Regions from separate parts of the Macaca mulatta genome. Here region 1 is linked to region 2. The links are chromatin contacts, called in public Hi-C maps. All regions are on one chromosome and are shown on one strand. Each heading gives the region's core, a stretch centred on a gene start, on an enhancer-like site or on the middle of the called end of the contact. The rest is flanking DNA. Distances are from core to core; before and after follow the strand shown. Region 1 holds the start of CCT2 (chaperonin containing TCP1 subunit 2). Region 2 holds the start of YEATS4 (YEATS domain containing 4).

Evidence for each region. A called contact is a pair of places that touch in the nucleus more often than the background predicts.
Region 1: a contact with region 2 is called in a Hi-C map of blood, with 2.6 times the contacts expected there. The contact joins the promoter of CCT2 here to the promoter of YEATS4 in region 2. A contact is called at or near these places in 4 of 14 Hi-C or Micro-C datasets (CD4 T cells, blood, cortical neurons and 1 more).

What each region holds. Positions count from the first base shown.
Region 1 is chr11:76,711,476-76,716,361 of T2T-MMU8v2.0, reverse strand. CCT2 (chaperonin containing TCP1 subunit 2) reads right to left here and starts at 2,149. Exons shown (of 16, transcript NM_001261311.1): 1 at 2,080-2,149; 2 at 1,293-1,367; 3 at 819-884; 4 at 9-120. The coding sequence starts at 2,082.
Region 2 is chr11:76,490,868-76,496,332 of T2T-MMU8v2.0, reverse strand. YEATS4 (YEATS domain containing 4) reads right to left here and starts at 2,529. Exons shown (of 8, transcript XM_077954706.1): 1 at 2,252-2,529. The coding sequence starts at 2,302.

The DNA of each region.
Region 1 (4,886 bases), core at 900-3,399, 220 kb before region 2:
AGACTTACCAACTAAAACTTTAGCTGCTGGATTGTCAACACCAATGTTTTTCAGAATAGTGGCACCATCATTGGTTACCATAAGAGAGGCATCTCGTCCGCTGCTTAGAAGAATTTTGTCCTAAAGGGAACATAATTGGTTCAAGTTAAGATATAAGTACATCTTGAAGAATGCATGGTTCAATCAGTATTCTCATACAGTGCTAGTGTTATCAACACCCTGGATGGCTATTTTGTGGTATCCATTCATCAAATGTTTTCAATACATACACCATGTTAACCAAACCGTGGTATCTACCCCTAGAAACATCAGAAGCACAGGGAGACACTAGTTTTTGTTTCAACACTGTTAACTGCAAAAACAATGGAAAGAAACTATCAGTACAGCCATAATTAAATTATAAAATAATTAAGGTACAGGATAATATTTGACAGTTAAAGAGGAGGCAGTATTATCTACTTACACTGAAAGGAATTTAAAAGACCAAGCTACAAAACAGTATTGATAAATAGTATCTATGTTTTATAAAACAGTATATATTACATGAGTATAAAATACATAATAAAGTACACATAATTCTACATAAACAGAAAATTAGAAGTAGTACATGCAAATTATAACACTACTTGTCACTGAGGAGGGGCATAGGATTGGGGATGGTGATTCTGGGGACTCTGATTTTTACTAAGAACATACTTGTCTTTTATAATTAAACGTTCTAAAGATTAAAAAGCATTTTAAAATGTTTGTTATTAATTATATTTCCACTAAGGGCTCTAAAACAATATTAAAACATAAAACTTTTCTATTTTTCTTACCATGCCTTTGGGTCCCAAGGTGCTCTTTACCAAGTCTCCAATGGCGATGGCACCAATAAAAGAAGTCTGGAGTAAAAACCAAGGAGATTATCAGAATCAACTTTACCGTCTTCAAGTACAGTTTTATCTTTATTTACTTTTTTTTTTTTTTGAGGCAGAGTCTCGCTCTGTCCCCCAGGCTGGAGTGCAATGGTGCGATCTCAGCCCACCGCAACCTCCGCCTCCTGGGTTCAAGCGATCTTCCTACCTGAGGCTCCCAAGTAGCTGGGATTACAGGCGCCCGTCACCACGCCCGACTAATTTTTGTATTTTTAGTAGAAACGGGGTTTCGCCATGTTGGCCAGGCTGGTCTCGAACTCCTGACCTCAGTTCATCCGCCTAACTCGGCCTCCCAAAGTACTGGGATTACAGGAGTGAGCCACCGCACCTGGCCTCCAGTTTTATCTTTAAAACAAAAGTTAGAACAAGGCTTACCAGGCGAGCTGTCTCTGCTCTCTCTTCATCAGCTCCTGCCTTGAAGATGTTAACAGGTGCAAGGGAAAGGGACGCCTAAAAAAGAAAACCAAGAGGCATTTCGTTTAAGTACCAATACTCTAACACATACACTGAGGTGCCTTCCACTTGTCTTACAAGTGGATATCTAAGAGAAAACTCATTTACAATAATGTTTTCAAACAAATGAAGCTTCCATCATCGGAGAAGGCATTTAAGTGGGAGAGAGGGACTTGTAGGAGAGCGACATGGCTTTTCGGATTTACAAGGCCCCAGGAGTATAAACTATACACCAGCGAGACTGACAGTTACCTACGGCTAGACAAAAGACGATGTGGAACTAAGAATGAGGCAGGGAGGGGTTTTTTGCCATCGAGGGGACGCCTGCCATGCGGGCGAGGGAACGCGGCCTCCATCTTCCACCCTCGGGTGGCTCGGGCCCCGCCGCTCCAGGCTCCGCCCCTAGAGGGAGGGCGGGGCGGGTCCCACACTAGAAATTTCTTCGCTTGGGGTGAGGCGCGGGCCTAGGCTCCCGGGACTATGCAAAGGCCTGGGCAGGAGACGCTGGCTTTGCGGTCCACTCCTCCCCTTCGTGGTGGGCTCCACCGGCTGGCCTGGCACAGGCCGCACGCCCCACGGCTCGCACCATGTGCGGCGGGCCGGAAAGCCAGAAACGGAGCCTACAACCCCAGCAGGACAGAGGAAGCAGTGGGGTGCCAAGAGCACGGGGAAGCAGGGGCAGGGCAAGAGACAGGGAGGTCAGGCTCACCATAGTTCCGAGGAATTCCGCACACAAGTGAATCCCCTCACAGCTCGTGCTCAGGGACAGCAGACAGAAGGAAGCCGGAAGTGACGTCACACACCCTACTGTCGGGGGCGGGGCCCCGGCCTTCGCGTCCCTCCGGCTGGCCGTTACCGCTAGCAGGCGTCCCATTTTGATTGGAGCCCCACGGGCCGGAAACGCAGCCTTTCACACTGGAGGGGGCGTAGCCGCCGCTCGAGGACGGAGGAATTGGGCGGTTGAGAGAGGAACAACCCAAGAACAAAGAGGCGGCTGCCGCACGAGTTGCCATAGCAATGGAGTTCTTGCTCACACTTTATTTTCTTAAATTTAATCTTTAAACATTTGTGTTAAAATCACACATGTACACAGTTCAAAGTGTTATGTGCCAATAATGAAACCATAATTTACCTACCTCACCACTTCCTGTCTCCAGGAAAACTGCTTTCAACTTTTTCAGTTTTTTGGGGGAGCTATTTACTATCATATTCCCAGATATGTTAATTTTAAACATTATTTACTGAGTATTACAGAAGAGGACTTCCTTTTCTCTTACTGAATTTTCAAACGTTATTTCTAACTGGACGTTGACTGTCCAGGCTAAGGTCTTGTGAACTGACAGAGACATTTATATAGTATTTTATCTTTGCCCTATTTACTCATTTTCAGGAATTTTTGCATTTCAGTCTTTTTTTTTCTCCAATAGTAGAGACGACTTACTAGTCTTTGTTTATAATAAACTGAAATATTTGGGACTGATCTTGACACTCTTACATGTTTTGGCAGACATCAAGATCAGTCCCAAATATTTCAGTTTATTACAAACAGTTTTCTACTTTCTTTAAGTTGACGGATGTCTAAAGCAAAATTTGTTCTCTAAAAAATTTTTCTGTCATCTACTGATACCCTGTTTTCTCCCTTTGATCACTTAACAAGCTCCTTGGCAGGGCGTGGTGGCTCACGCCTGTAATCCCAGCACTTCGGGAGGCTGAGGCGGGCAGATCACCTGAGGTCAGGAGTTGGAGACCAGCCTGGCCAACAAGGTGAAACCCCGTCTCTACTGAAAATACAAAAATTAGCCGGGCGTGGTGTGCGCATGCCCATAATCCCAACTACTCAGGAGGCTGAGGCAGGAGAATTGCTTGAACCCAGGAGGCAGAGGTTGCGGTGAGCCGAGATTACGCCACTGCACTCCAGCCTGGGCAACAGAGTGAGACTCTGTCTCAAAAACAAACAAACAAAAACCAAGCTCTTGGATTTTTCTTTTTCTGTTTTGTTTTGTTTTAGAGACGGGGTCTCACATGTTGCCCAGGCTGGCCTGGAACTCCTGGGCTCAAGCAATCTTCCTGCCTCAGTCTCCTGAATAGCTGGGGTCTCCTGGATTTTTGACATTGCTAACATTAACAGGAATTTTCAATTTTTAGTTGTTTCTACCCTTTGGATTTCCTCTAAGTGGGTTGATTTCCACCAGGGGTTGGCAAGCTGGGAGGAGTCAAACCCAGCCTGGCAACTGTTTTTGTATGGCCTGAGAGCTAAGAATAGTTTTTACATTTTTAAGTGGTTGAAAGAAATAAAAAATTTCCTGACACATGAAAATTCTGTGAAATTAATATTTCAGTGTCCGTAAAGCTTCGTTGGACTCCATGGGCATACCCATGCATGTTTACTCTGTCACAATACAAGAGCAGAGTTATGTGGCAGAGTTGAGTAGTCACGACAGGTTGTGTGGGCACACGAATGCTAAAACATTTATTATCTAATTCTTTACAGAAAAAGTTTGCTGACCCTGGTTTACAGTATTCCTCAGGTCCGACATGAAAAGGGGGAGTTCAGGCTGAACAAATTGTTTTTTTAAATCTCCCAAGAATTTTCTGTTCTTTGTAGGAAAACTTGGTCTTCTTTCAGGAAATGTACTTTCCTAGGCCGATCCCAAATCGCATTCTGGAATGAGAAGATTCACAATGAAAAACTAAGATGCCTGCACAATATTGAAAAAGGTTGTTTTTATTGTGGGCAAAATTACATACCTGGAGATATTTACTATGTCCTCTGGTAGGCAAGCCTGAGACTGTATGTGATGGGGAAACCAATGACTGCTCTCTGCTGGGCTTTGAATGTAGCCAGAGGCATTTGGATGGGGAGAAGGAGGCAGGCCCTGCTACCTTGTGGAACTGAGGCTAGAGGCAGCCAGGAAGAGACCCTATGATGGGACCCTTGGAAATGTGTCCCTTCTCCATGGCATCTTTTGATCCTTCCTCCTTTCCTACTTCCCCCTCCTTTGATGACACCTCTACACCCAGAGGCTAAACACTCAGCTTCTAGACCCAGACTATATGAGTTTGAATTTCAGCCATTTTACATGCTGGCTTTGTAGCCTTGGGTGGGTTTCACAGGCTCTTTAAATCAGTTCATTGAAGGCCATTCAGAGCATGATCAATGTGCTAGCTTACCAAAAACTGTCTCTTTTAGCTGTTTATACTTTTTTTTTTTTTTGAGACGGAGTTTCACTCTGTCGCTCAGGCTGGAGTGCAGTGGCATGATCTCAGCTCACTGCAACCTCCGCCTCCCAGGTTCAAGCAATTCTCCTGCCTCAGCCTCCCAAATAGCTGGGGCTACGGGCATGCACCACCACGGCTGGCTAATTTTTGTATTTTTAGTATAGACAGGGTTTAACCATGTTGGCCAGGCTGGTCTCAAACTTCTGACCTCAAGCAATCTGCCCACCTCAGCCTCCCAAAGTGCTGGCTGAGATTACAGGCATGAGCCACCACGCCTGACTTTTTTTTTTTTTTTTT
Region 2 (5,465 bases), core at 1,280-3,779:
ACTGGGCTGGAGTGCAGTGGCCGGATCTCAGCTCACTGCAAGCTCCGCCTTCCGGGTTTATGCCATTCTCCTGCCTCAGCCTCCCGACTAGCTGGGACTACAGGCGCCCGCCACCTCGCCCGGCTAGTTTTTTTGTATTTTTTAGTAGAGACGGGGTTTCACCATGTTAGCCAGGATGGTCTGGATCTCCTGACCTCGTGATCCACCCGTCTCGGCCTCCCAAAGTGCTGGGATTACAAGCTTGAGCCACCGCGCCCGGCCTGAAGCTTGTTAAATAATGGCTGATGACATGTTTGCTACATTTGTCCTTAGTTTAACATACATATTTCTTATATCTGATAAGTGCAAAGGCAGTGAGTATTGACAGATTATGACGGAAAGATAAAAAATTTCAAATTAAGTGAAAATATTGAATGTTGCACATGAATCTGAAACCAATGGCTCAGTTACAGAAATGTATCTGAAGGACAAAGAGCAAGATTTTCCACATGTGAAAAGTGCTGAGTGAGTGTAACCAACAACAATAAGAAATGAAGAAAAGCGGCCAGGCACGGTGGCTCACGCCTGTAATCCCAGCACTTTGGGAGGCCAAGGCAGGTGGATCACCTGAGGTCAGGAGTTGGAGACCAGCCTGACCAACACGGTGAAACCCCTGTCTCTACTAAAAATACAAAATTAGCTGGGCATGGTGGCGCATGCCTGTAATCCCAGCTATTCAGGAGGCTGAGGCAGGGGAATCGCTTGTATCCATGAGGTGGAGGTTGCAGTGAGCCGAGATCGTGCCATTGCACTCCAGCCTGGGCAACAAGAGCAACACTTCGTCTCAAAAAAAAAAAAAAAAAAAAAAAAAAAAAAAAAAAAAAAGACACAGGTATTTTTAAAACCTACTAATTATTATTATTATTTTTTGAAGAAACAGAGTCTTGCTCTGTCGCCCAGGCTAGAGTGCAGTGGCGCGATCTCAGCTCACTGCAACCTCCGCCTCCCAGGTTCAAGCAACTCTCCTGCCTCAGCCTCCCGAGTAGCTGGGATTACAGGCGCCCTCCACCACGCCCGGCTAATTTTTGTAGCTTTAGTAGAGACGGGGTTTCACCATGTTGACCAGCCTGGTCTCGAACTCCTTACCTCAGGTGATCCACCCACCTCGGCCTCCCAAAGTGCTGGGATTACAGGCGTGAGCCACCGCGCCCGGCCATGGTTGATTCTTTTTAAAGAAAAATTTCCTTTCCTCTACAAATAAAAATCAGATGGGGTACAAATAGTTGTTTTATCAGGAGCCAGTGGGCCCTGCCTTAAAAATCAACGTGCAGGGCCGGACGCGGTGGCTCACACGTGTAATCTCACCACTTTGGAAGGCCGAGGTGGGTGGATCACGTGAGGTCAGAAGTTCCAAGACCAGGCTGTCAACATGGTGAAACCCTGTCTTTACTAAATATACAAAAATTAGCCGGGCGTGGTGGCGGGCACCTGTGATCCCAGCTACTTGGGGGGCTGAGGCAGGAGAATCGCTTGAACCCGAGAGGCGGAGGTTGCAGTGAGCCGAGATCGCGCCATTGCGCTCCAGCCTGGGCAACAAGAGCGACACTTCGTCTCAAAAAAAAAAAAAAAAAAAAAATTAACGTGCCAGGGGATGTGTGAGGGAAATGACACAATGTCAAACATTACGCTAGGCTCTATGATAATTTCACTAAAAACAAAATAAGTTGACATTTACTGAATGTTCCCCATGTGCCAGGCAGTGTTATGCCCCTGCTTTGGGGCTTTCTGAACACCATGAACTCCGGCAAATTTTCTTAGCCTTCGTATGCCTCGGTGCCTCAGTTACCGCACTTGGAAATACTGCGGGTGAGCGCTCAGCGACTGTTGGCTAGTTATTGTTATCCTCACACCAGGGGGGTGGCGTCACCGCTTTACCAATAACCTAGATTGGCAGCGAATGTGCACCAAGCTGAGCTTTCCCAGCCCTCGGACTCGCACGTTTCCTCGGCAGCCACGTCCAGGTTTCCCCAAGCCACCACTGATTTGTTTGGTTTTTGGCGGGGATGGGAGTTGGCAGTGACGCGAGGAAGTTGGGGCCCAATGAACGCCGTTTTTTCACTCAATGGCTCTGACTCGCTCTCCGCCTTGAAACCACGGTTCAAACCCTAGGAGAGAAGGCGCGAAAGGAAACCCAGTGCGACCTCCCCGTGCCGCTCAGGGAGGAGCCGGGGCGGGAGAGCCACCCCGGAAGAGGGGCGGTCCGGGCACTGACCTTTACTCTCCCGCCGGAGTCAGGCCCAAATTCGGCCATTCTCTTGAACATATTGTCCCACGGAAGAAGCCGCCGCCGCCAGGGAAAGAGACCGGGGCTGGCGGGGTCGCCGCTCCCCTCAGAGGCCGCGCTCCTCTCGCGCGGGCCCAGGCGGAGGGTTTCTGGCCGAGGGAGGGCGAGTTACTAAGGCTTGTAACGCTGACTAACCGTCAACTCCTCAGGCCGACAGCGCTCCCAAAGGCCATTCAGCCCCGCGCAGGTGGAGAGCGCAGCGGAAGGAGGGGCGACGGCGGCACCGTGCGCAGGCGCAACGGGCTCGCGTGTGCGCACGCAGTGTACACTGCGCACGCGCCTGGCGGCTGCAGTCACATCGCAAGACCAGTACAGGAGTTCCAAACCAAAAAAAATGAAAGGAAGGAAATAATAAATGAGTTCAGAAAGTTGTCCAGATGTTAAGAATATGAGTTTCCACATTGAAAGATCCTACCAAGCACCCAGCACAAATATTAAAGCATCCATGTCAAAGCATATCATTGTGAATTTTCGGAACATCGAGAATAAAGAGACCCCACACCCTTCCAGGTTATAAAGACTGTGGAATCAGAGTGGCTTCAGATTGCTCAGGTAGATTCTAGGAAGCCATACGGTACTGTCTTCAAAACTCTGAGGGAAAATTACTTACGATTTAGTCTTCAATACTCATCCAACTACCAATCTAGTGTGTGAATAGAGTTTCAGATGTGCTAAATCACTACACATAAAAAATAGTACCTATCTTACTTTTCTCAGTACTTCCAGGAAGATCTTGTAGATCTGATCCACCAAAATGAGGGAATAAGCCAAGAAGGAGGAAATTATGAAATACAGGAAATACAATAAATAATAAACACAGAAAATAATAAGATCCCAAGATGATACTGAAAGAGCCCCGGGGACGATAGCTGTGTACAGGCACAGACGGCAACGCATCCAGATTAGATTCGGTCAGAAATCTTTGGGAGACACTGCTTTAGAAGGATGGAATTGACACAATTCCAGCTGGCGTTGAATCCTCAAGAGGAGATTTGACGGAGAGTTTGGGAGTTTAACTCATGACAGGTACACAGAAAACTAAGCGGCTGTAAGAATTATGCAGCCATTAATTCTAGGGAAAACAAAATCTTGCGTAAGAAAAGAAAGTAATTGTATTTATGGTTACATAAATACTGACTATTGATCCCCCGCTCCCCCAAAAATAGAATTACATTTGGAAGGATGGGCTTTGGAGAAAGGTACTATGCTTGATGGGGTTGGAGGAGAAGGAAATAGAGCTTAATCTTTAACTTCCATAGTGGGAAGTCAATATCTTAAAATGGAAAAATCAAGAAGAAGCAATGTAAGTGTAATATTGAAAAGCATGGAGGTAAGTATTTTTTAAAAATAAGCTAAAAGAGTAGAAAATATTGCTGATTGTGATTTTCAGTAATTCCATTTAACAATGTTGAAGATTTTTTTTTTTTTTTTTTTTTTTGATACGGAGTCTCGCTCTGTCACCCAGGCCGCAGTGCAGTGGCACGATCTCGGCTCACTGCAAGCTCTGCCTCCCGGGTTCACGCCATTCTCCTGCTTCAGCCTCCCGAGTAGCTGGGACTACAGGCGCCCACCACCTCGCCCGGCTAATTTTTTGTATTTTTAGTAGAGACAGGGTTTCACCGTGTTAGCCAGGATGGTCTCGATCTCCTGACCTCGTGATCCGCCCGCCTCGGCCTCCCAAAGTGCTGGGATTACAGGCGTGAGACACCACGCCCGGCCGAAGAAAATATTTTTTAAAAGACTTCACTAAATAGAAGTGCAAGGGATGTGCTCAGGGCTTAGTTATAATCAGTGCCACATGAAGAGCTCAATTGTCATATGAATGTCACTGCATTTCAACCAACATAGGAACTGAGTTTCTTTTGAAAATGATCAAACATTGATATTGATTTTTATCTTTTGCCAGAATAAGAGTAGAAATTTGGTTTGGGGGCGTAATTATATTAAAAACAGTTGGTATAACTAAGAAATATTTATCAAAAACTAAAACAAAAATATCCAACAAACATTGCTTTCCCTCTTCAGTCTACTTTGTCTAATCTCTGGCAATTTCCTCAATCAGCCTGTGTTGTTGGGTTATCCTGGCACTTCCTGGACATGTCCTATCTCTGTTTCTCAGCTGTCACTCTTCAACTCTCTCTCCCCTACCTTGACTCATCCTTTGTACACCTCAGGGTATCTCCATATGCATAAACTCATTCTTTTTTAGTTTAATCACATCAGAATGATCCAAGAATTTTGAAGCCTAACGTGGCACCTATGTAGTGGCCCTCTGCTGCCCTCCCATGGCTGCTCTATGTGCTGCATTTACATAGCCAAGACGTGGCTTGGAACCCCGCAAGCTGTTGTACTGGAATCATGTGGCCTGGAAGAGTTAATTAAAAAAAAAAAAAAAAAAAAAAAAAAAAAAAAAAAAAGCCGGGCGCGGTGGCTCACGCCTGTAATCCCAGCACTTTGGGAGGCCGAGGCGGACGGATCATGAGGTCAGGAGATCGACCTCCTGACATGGTGAAACCCCGTCTCTACTAAAAATACAAAAATGAGCTAGGCGTGTTTGCGCGTGCCTGTAGTCCCAAGTACTCGGGAGTCTGAGGCAGGAGAATCGCTTGAACCCAGGAGGCGGACGTTGCAGTGAGCCGAGATCGCGCCCCTGCACTCCAGCCTGGCGACAGAGTGAGGCTCTGTCTCAAAAACAGAAAACTTAGAATGATCAGCTTGGAGGGAACATACTAAATAATCAGCAAGAGATTTATTCGATCAACTGATACTTATTGAGCATGTACCATGTTCCAGTCACTCTTCTAGGTGTTTAGAATACAGAAGTGGAATGAGTGAAAAATTTCTATTCTTCCTATCAGTACAGTGGTTCAGCATATTATAAAATCAGAGATGTATCATGGTAAGGAGGGTGTCCAGGTGTGGGGTAAGGAAGCAACCCACTGAGGGATGTCAGAGCCTGAGTGGAGAGCACTCAATGTTGGGCAGAGTTGGGAAATTGGTTACATACAGGCAAACCCATCAAATACATAAATGTACTAAGGACACATTTTAAGGATATTGAGTGTAATGGATGCTAAGTTTCTTACTGTCAGAGAAGAGAGTTAAAACATGGAAAAGAAGAAAACTAGAGTGAATCCTGTGG